2 separate regions of the Astyanax mexicanus genome follow, and region 1 is linked to region 2. The links are chromatin contacts, called in public Hi-C maps. All regions are on one chromosome and are shown on one strand. Each heading gives the region's core, a stretch centred on a gene start, on an enhancer-like site or on the middle of the called end of the contact. The rest is flanking DNA. Distances are from core to core; before and after follow the strand shown. Region 1 holds the start of etv5a (ETS variant transcription factor 5a). Region 2 overlaps LOC103046181 (diacylglycerol kinase beta).

The links. Hi-C and Micro-C count contacts between places; a contact is called where the count stands out from the background.
Region 1: a Hi-C map of muscle shows a contact between it and region 2, with 4 times the contacts expected there. The contact joins the promoter of etv5a here to the enhancer-like site in region 2. A contact is called at or near these places in 2 of 3 Hi-C or Micro-C datasets (both in muscle).

Annotation. Positions count from the first base shown.
Region 1 is chr11:29,165,943-29,170,403 of AstMex3_surface, forward strand. It overlaps etv5a (ETS variant transcription factor 5a), which reads left to right and starts at 2,429. Exons shown (of 13, transcript XM_022680382.2): 1 at 2,429-2,594.
Region 2 is chr11:29,100,439-29,105,262 of AstMex3_surface, forward strand. All of the region lies in intron 21 of LOC103046181 (diacylglycerol kinase beta), which reads left to right. Among protein-coding and RNA genes, the nearest start is that of etv5a, 66 kb to the right of the region's middle. Within about 2 kb of position 2,308, the one cell type or tissue checked has an H3K27ac peak away from gene starts, as active enhancers do.

The sequences.
Region 1 (4,461 bases), core at 1,179-3,678, 66 kb after region 2:
GGGCATCAGAGAGCCACAAAGACACCAGTAACTGTATACCTATCTCCTTTCAACTATCATTGTCCTGCCCAAATAATATAAGCTCACCTCAAAAGCTTGCTGGATTTTGCTGATTATTCTCATCCTGCTGGATGAAGGTTTCCTCTCATTCTCGTTCAGAGAAGTTGCCTTGTTAAATTTAGTCCATACGGGACGTCTGGAAGAATTACACGGGCTCCCTTTACTTAATCCCTGATCTTGCGTATCAAATTTCTTCAAACACCACTAGAGCGTAGATCGCACCCTGTTTAGAAGGACGGTAGCTAAATGAGGCCAAACTTGAGCTTGAGGACAAATAATGTTAATATGAAATAATAATAGTACTTAAAAGTACTACAGCTGTTGTGTGTTTTACTATCCTCATATGCGTCATATTTCATAGGTTAATTGTTTGTATTAACCTATTTATGGCCTAACCAACACTTTAGGTTTCACTTGAAGCACTAAAAGCTTAAGGTCAAGGCCCTATTACACTCTTTATTCTGTGTTTTACCCACAATAATGCAGTGCTACAAAGTGAAATATGCAATTTTACACGTTTAAAACCCCAATCTCAGAACGACACCTCCTATTATTCTTAATAATTCTTAATAATAGAATATGCTTTGGGTCAGTGACACTGTATGTATCTAGTCACTTTGTATATTGTGCTAGAAATTCAGAGTGTGTATACATCTGTATAATCTCTTTAAAAACATCGTTAATAGAATGGTATGCCCAGTTTCGGCTATAGAAATACAAAGCCAAAGAGCTTTGGGCTATAGGGCAGTGGCATGTCTCTAGAGTAAAGGAACTCCATAGCTCCATCCGATACCTCTGCGCTGAGTTGAAGGTGGTGTTAATAACCTTGACTGAAGACTAGTGATGTTTGTATGTACATTGTATGTACTTGTATACATTGTATGTACTTGATCATTCAAGGTTATTAATAAGATATCTGTTCCAACACCTTTTCATCATCTACAAAGACTTCACTCTAGACGTTGGAACATTGCTGTGAGGATTTCAATGCAACCAGCAACAAAAAAGGAACATTAGTGAGATAATCACAATTTCAACCACTCCAGCTATGAAGCTCCTTCACTCAAGAGACATGCTACTCGTTCATAGCCCAAAGCTATAAAAGTATTTCTATAGTTTAAACTGAGCACACCACTCAATTAAGAATGTTTATTGGAGATTATTTAATTGTATAAGAAATTATGAAATTTTGACACATGTACAGAACAACTATATTCACAATCTGTTTAAAAGTAAAAAAAACTAAAAAAACAAAAGCAAAATATTCTGTGACTAAATCATGGATATAATCATGATTACATTTTTTTATGCTGGTACTAAACTCTATATTTGGGACAGTAATAATGGTGTAGTGTGGTTATATCTCCATGTATTTTTACTGTATTGCAATATTTCAGGGTAGTTTTACTGTATTATAATATCTCAGGATAGTTTTACTCTATTATAATATTACAACATGTATTAAACTAGAATATTGTGATGTGCTGAGTTACTAAGTTTAACTAAGAGTTTTATGGAGAAAATAAACGGTAGTGTAGCTCCATATTCCACCTTTAACAGCCTAAAAAGAGGAAACATGCCATCAGGTGTGTGTGTGTGTGTGTGTGAGAGAGAGAGAGAGAGAGAGAGAGAGAGAGAGAGAGAGAGAGAGAGAAAAGAATAGAGAGAGAGAAGGATCGCACAAACTTCAGCATAATTGAAAGGTGATCTACTACTAATTTCAACAGTAAGCTTTGCTGTGTTATATCACTAAAAAACTGATAATGCGTCACCAGACTCAATTTTGTCGCGTGATTAACGCGTTAATGTTGAATTTTAAATTTAAATTCCTAAAATATATATATAAATTTGACAACGAGAGCAACGTAGTCATCGTTATGTGACAAATTACATAACAATACGCCAGAACATGCTTCTCTGAGCATATCCTGTGCTTCATATTTCAAACTGAACATAATAAACAACAACCCTGTATAACTGGATTTATGCAGCACTCGGAAACTCTGAATAAAAAGCTTTGCGGCACTTTTTTGTCTATTCTATTCGTGTTTGAGTGAACCGAATCGTGACTCTCACTCACAGCACCAAGGACAACTTTACCTGCTGTGTAAAATGTCTGCCTGTGGCCCTTTAACAGCCTGTGGAGAGGGGGAGGAAAGAGACGAGCTGAACACGTATGTGAATGAAACCCAGTCATTCATAAAAATAGGACAGACTCGAGCTGTGATTGGTCGACGGGCGTCTCATGCATAATGCATGCACATCTCGAAGCCTATTGGCTGCTGGGCTGGAGTGACTGTAGCGTGTGACCAATGGCGGTCGGAGGCACTTGTCTGTGGAGCCAGAGGGAAAACCCAGGCAGTCCATTTACTAAATCCCATTCAAGTTTAGTGAGTCGAGAGAAGCGGAGCGGTTCTGTGATCAGGGCTGAGTTAGGGGCGGACGCTCTTTCTCTATCTCTCTCTCTGGTGGAATATATTATTATTCTGCACTGTTTTTCGGGAGATCCAGCGCGCGCACGGAGCATCTACAGGGTGAGACCGCGGTTTATTTTCCAGCTTTTTCCCGGTTTGATCTGAAAGTGCGTGCTGGAGGAGCTGCAGCTATAGCTAACCTCGCGCTAAGTTTATCATGGACTCCGAACTGCAAATCCAGCTATCTGACTTTAGAGGAAAGCGAACGCCATTTTATTCCAGTCTCAGCGCACTTTGGCAACCATTTTACTCCGTGAAGTTTCTCTCAGAGGGTTTTATGCGTGTTTGTTCGTGCTGGTAAAGAGAATAGTGCCGCGGGCGGTTTAGAGCCTGGTGTTGTCGGTGAGGTGGGTGTTCGTGGTTTTGTGAATGGAGGAGGCTTTCTTTCCCCCTGGCGGATCAGGTTTCACTTCATTGAGAAAAACAAGGAACAAGGGGGCGCGAGGGGGAGGGGAGGAGAGGAGAGGGGGGGGGCGTTAGTACTCTAACTAGCTAGAATAACAGTTAATATAATCACTATTAAAGTGGGGGGAAAAACAGAATATTTGATGCTTTTGACAGAGGAAAAAAACAACGTGTTTTTGTTTCAGCCAGTTTTTTGTTGACTTATTTTCTCCCTTCCAGCTCTACTGAACAGTTGGTTAGCTAGGTTAGTTATTTAACTTAGTTAGTTAACATAACAGTGATCCATTGCTGCCCATAGACCTGTTTCAGTAACTTCTTTAGGGTAGTTAGTTCAGTAGTAAACCTACATTTAACTAAGTTATGTTTGTTTTATGTCCAATTTTATCAGTCTAAGTTGTAGCCTGTATCCTTGAACTTGGCCAAGCAAATGATTTGAGGTTATAAATCTGTAGCTGGCTGAACAGTAGCTTTAATGGGGGCAGGATCACCTGCCAGCTCCACTCCATTTAATCTGGACTCTCTTTCTGTGAACTTTCTCCAAATATGCACACTGAAAAATATGCGTCACAATCTCGCTCGCTCTCTCTCGCTCGCCCCCTTCTTATGTTTTTTTTTTCGTTTCTCATTTCCTCTCTTCTTTTTCTATTTTTGTTTTTCCTTTTTTTAATCCCCTTTTCTCTTTCTCTGTGTATCTTTTTCTACTTCATAAAGTAAACGGATATTACAGATTCAACACTTGCAGTTCATCCATTTTCTTGTTATTTTAGTTATTGCCTGTGATACATTTCAGATGCTGGTTAGTATTTTCTTCCTTCATTTGAATCTGTTTTTTATTATTTTATTTCTTTTTCTCTTTCCCCCCTTTTTCCTCTTGCACTCCTTTTATTCTCACTCTTTTATTTTCTCATTGTCTCTCCTCCCTTTTCTTACTCTTCTTTTTTTCTCTTTTTAGCTTCTCTCTTTCCAATCTCCTTTTAAATTTCGTCTTTTTTTCTATTCTCCATAAAAGTAAACTGAGGTTACAGGATCAACACAATTACAGTTCCTCCATTTGTTACAATATCTATCATTCAGCTTCAGTTCATTTCAGCTGTTGTGGAGAAAACCATACACAAAGCTTTTTAGTATTTTCTACTCTCTCTCTCTTTCTCGCGCTCTCTATCTCTCTCTCTTTTCATAACACTAAATGGAGATTAAGGGATCAACACTGTTTAAGTTCATCCATTTGCACTTTGTTTTAGTCATTATACATTATCCTACTTTACTGTATTCCAGCAGCTTTAGGGAAATCATCCACTATGTTTTTAGTAGTATTTTTTGTAAATGTGCTCTAGAACACACCACACAGATTACAGACCATGGCACTTAAATGCTGTTTTTGTGTGTTTTGTGCTGTGTTTCAATGCTGACCTAAAGGGATTAAGCAATACTGCAGTTTATGACTTTAAAAACTTTCAGGCTCCAGTTGTTGCAGGCTGCATTCTTCTGTCTATCTGCATATAGTGTTGGTTTGCCACAAGAT
Region 2 (4,824 bases), core at 1,058-3,557:
GAAACAGAGGCTCCTGACTCCAAGTAAACAAGCCCACTTTGTAAGGGAGGGCTGTGCTTGGCACACATGTGAATCGGATTTCCGAGACATTTCTATGCAGACTTAACACGCCATGGTGATCCTGCTGGAAAGTGTTCGCCGCTTGATCCAGTTCCTCCTTCCCCCTGGAAAGAATGTGTCTCGGGGAATTAGAGAGAGCAAACACACAGCGTCAGCAGCCATTAAACACACCCCCCCCATTACACTAGCCCAGCACGGGCCTGATCCTCCAGACCAGGCAGATGAAATCTAACCTTCCTCTTCAGCCATCAACAAGCTATCAGTGGCCCTGTCCTGCCCTCCCTGGAGTGGCACTGGGAGAAGAAGGCTTCTGGCATCGTGTTCTCAGCGGCTTGGTATCACTTCGCCTCACATCTCCAGTGTCACACTCACTCTTTCCCCTCATTTATCGGATTTCAGATGAGTTCTGTCGTAGCTGTTGTTTTGTCAAAGAGTGCTCAGGCAATCAGGCAGCCAGGAGTGCTCTGATTATATGGTATTGCTAGGATTGTTTTGATGGTATTGCTAGGAGTGCATAAGAATGATATTGATTTTTAATAAATAGTTTTGTGGCAGACAGTGGATCATTTAGTGTTGGATTTAAAATAAAAAAGGAGCTTATCTAATTAGAAATTCCCATTTATGCAGTCTTAAAAATTAGGCGTGTAAGAAAATACTGGTACGCTGGTGTATCACAATATTATATTTTTTATACTGTATTGTTTTTCAAAAATACAATATCAGTTTTTAATGTTTTGCAAGTGAAGTGAATGGCAGTGTTTTAAACAGTCTTTAGATTGCAAAGTATAATTTTATTTTACTCAGATATTATGTATATGATGACCAGTGTTGTGCACATGTTCATAGTTTTGTGAATGCTGAACTGAACTACACAATTTACATATAAAAAGAGCCTTCCCAATTTCTATGTCAGAAAATGACTGCAAACCTATAAAACGAATGACTGCATTAGTATATTACAGTATATTACAGTAAAACTAGAGGGATCCTATCAAGGGAGTCCAAAATGAATGGAAGAGAATGGAGCTAAACTGCTAAAAACATTAAACCACATAAAAAATCTAAATAGTAAAATATACATGCCTAACTTGTCTATATATTTCAGTTTTTCTACAGTAAACAGGTTTTTGGCGGTAGAGGTGCTAGCATTACTGCTACTGTGTACTGACTGGTTGGTAAGCCAATGCTGGACTTATATTTAGAGCATGTTTAAAATGTTTGGAGTTTACCTTTAAAAATGGTCTGTGGTACTGAAACATTTAATATTGCTCTGTGTTGAGGAAATTAATTCAAGATTCAGTATAAAAATCAGCTTGATATTTATGATATTTATTTCTTTTGGGAGTAGCAGTGATAAAAAGGGGTTCTATTGAAAAAGAATAGCAGCCTATTTATTAAGGGAGAAACACAAGTATTTCATTTTTGGAACTCAGATCTCAGATCCATATGGCCCATTTTCTGCATTTAACACACCACCCTCAAGAACTGACTGTTCACTGTTTGTCTGAAATATCCACCCCTTGACAGATGCCACTGTGTGTGAAGATTAGTATTTTTTACATCACCTGTAATGGGGTTTAATGTTATGGCTTATCAGTGTACACATATATACACACACAGAGACACTGCTGCATGATAAATACCGATAAAATATGCAGTTCTACATGCAGTCTCTGTAATCTATATTGGACACACTGCATTATGAATTATAATGTGATTTTTTTTTATTTAAAAAAAAGGTGGCTTTTATCAATATCAGTATTGTCCAAAACAAAATGCTGGTTTTGAATTATTGTATCAACCCAGACATTCCACTTTAGTACATCCCTAATTGTTGCTGGAAAGAGCTAAGGGAATAGCCACAACCATCAGGGAAAAAACAAGCAGTCTAATAAGAATGCTTACTCTAGAGTCTTTGTGTGTGTGTTTGGGTGTGTGTGTGTGTGTGTTTGGGAGTGGGTGGGGGTATAGTACTGGCACAGGCTGAAGGTCAGGGGAAGTATCAGTGACAGGAAGTGCTTGGCTGCCAGGTTCGGACCAGGTTACCACCATAATGAATGGCCGTGCTGACTGACACCTGGCCAATCTTAAAGAAAGAAGGAAGACAGAGCCTCTCCATCTTTTCTCTCCTCAAACAAACATGCAAACCCGACTTCACACACACACTCACACACACTCTCACCGATGCACACTAACACAGACCTGCACGCGCATGCTAGCAGGCTGTTGACGGGTCCCATATGCACCTGCTCCCCGCAGTGCTGACAGAGCCACAGATGGACACTGACACAGTGGAGCCCTACAATAACCCTGTTTAGCTGCGCCAATCACGGTGACCTGAATATCACCTCATTTAATACCCTTCAACCCCTTACCCTTTCAGTAGATTCTCTCTGAGGCATATAAAAAAAAACAAATGCAACTCAAAATATGGAAAAAGTTGGGACAGTTTGGAAACTGCAAAAAAAAGGAGAAACTGCCGTTTTTTTTATTTACTTTGATTTTAAAATGTATTTTTATTTTAGATGTATTTTTATTTAGTTGCAGGTTATTTCATGTTTAGTTTTTTATGTTTTGTCTGGGAAACTTAGGCTTGCAACACTTTCCAAAAAAGTTGTGATGTTAATTAACAGGCCAGGATTTTTGTCAATGGTCTGCTTGACATTATACCAATAAAAACCTGTAATTGTAATAGAAAATATATATAAAAAAATCAAGTAAATGTGCTTATGTCAAAATATAATGAATAAAATCATAAAATTGTCTCTTTTCAATACTTAAAATTAATATTTTTTCTGAATACAAATCAAACAGTTCATGGTCTCCAAACCTTTAGTTTCGTTATGTGTGACTACTTTTTACATCTGTTTTCAAAGTTGCATAATGTGGGTTTGATTTCTGTTACTGATCTGAAATTAGAGAGAGTAGAGAGAAATCAGGCAGCTTCTCCAAGTGTCCTGTAAAAGTGTCCTGTTTTTTTAAGGGGACAAGGCATTTTAAGGGGTTAAAGCATTTACCATTTTGTAATGTTGCCACTTAATAACCAAGAAACCAAGAAAATATTTTGGATTTGTTTTGATAACAATCTGAAAGGTTTCATTTGGGTCTGAAGCTCACAGGGCCCATTTCTTCCTAAACAAAGATCTGATCACAATACACATTTCCACTGTGTGATAGCCCATCCTTTGGTGCATCAGAGCCAAGAGAAGTTAATAAGTATTGTAGTGCTAATTGATAAAGTTTTGACCAAGTAATCCCCTGCCTATGTGGATCTATTAAATTTAGTAGAATAAAGGTTCTTGATGCAGTGGGATTGGCTTAGGCTTGTGTCCTTACCCTTTACACACTGAAATTTGTTCATTTTTCTTATAATGTTAAATAAAAGATAAATTTCTTTTATATGATTTGCATTTCCCATACTGTCCCAACTGTTTCTGGTGCCTAATAGGGTTTTAGAGTGATGCCAGAGATAAACAACTTTTGTGAACATCTTTAAAGGTTTTAGAGCCTTCACATAATGTTCATGGTGTAAAATTGACTTTGGGTGTAGTAAAATATACTGGGCAAATTGGGCAAATTTTATTCTATTTGCCCAAACATGCTTTAGAATAGATGATATGGGGCATATTTTACCCCTGCAGATAAATCACTTTTTTTACACCGTTATCCAGGCTTAAAGTAGCTCCACACCCTTATAGGTTAAATCCGGAAATATTATTTTTTATTATTATTTTTTATTTATTTTTTTTATAATTTTATTTCTAATTTTTCCCATTTTTTCTCCCCAATTTACACGGCAATTACCCAACCCACTCATTAGGACTCCCCCTATCACTAGTGATGCCCCAACACACCAGGAGGGTGAAGACTAACACATGCTTCCTCCGATACATGTGAAGTCAGCCACCGCTTCTTTTCGAGCTGCTGCTGATGCAGCATTACCAAGCAGCCAGCGCGCTTGGAGGAAAGCACAGCGGCTCGGCTCCGGTACATCAGCTCACAGACGCCCTGTGCTGCAGACATCACCCTAGGAGTGATGTGGGGAGAGAGCGCCATCTACCCACCCAGAGGGAGCAGGGCCAATTTTGCTCCCTCTAACGCCGGCAGCTTGATGGCAAAGCTGGATGAGCAGGGGTTCTAAATCCGGAAATATTTAAAATGAGGCAATAATAACTTTAAAAGTGCGCAATGTCCTTCCATCTTAAGGTAAAGTCATGATTAATATGAGTGATGGCGACGCCCAGAGATGTAGGATACGCTAGGTTTGTGTTTTTTAATAAGCTTCTTGTGCACTTTTAAAATTATGAATGCCGTAATGTTGTTTTAAATATTAGAGCTCTCTGGATTCTAACAATTAGGTGTGGAGCTACTTTGTGCCTGAATAACGGTGTAAAAAGCGATTTATCTGCAGGGGCAAAATGTGCCCCATATCATCTATTCTAAAGCATGTTTGGGCAAATGGATAAAAATTACTGGATCTTAGAAAGCTGCAGGAGAATGGAGGTGGGCTATTCAACAAAGGTTAGTTCCCTTTTTTATGTTTTACTACAACCAGTCAATTTTACACCGGAGTTTTCCTTTAATTACAGATTAGTGATCCATCTTTAAAAAAAAACAAATCCAGTTTGGAACCAAAAGTGTGTTTCTAACACTCTCCGTAAGCACTTTTATTTGTAAGACAGTGGAAGCACAGATACTGTCAGAGGGTAATGTAGGGAACATTGCGTCCCTGTCCCCTCTTCACTTCCATGTAAGGGATTGGTA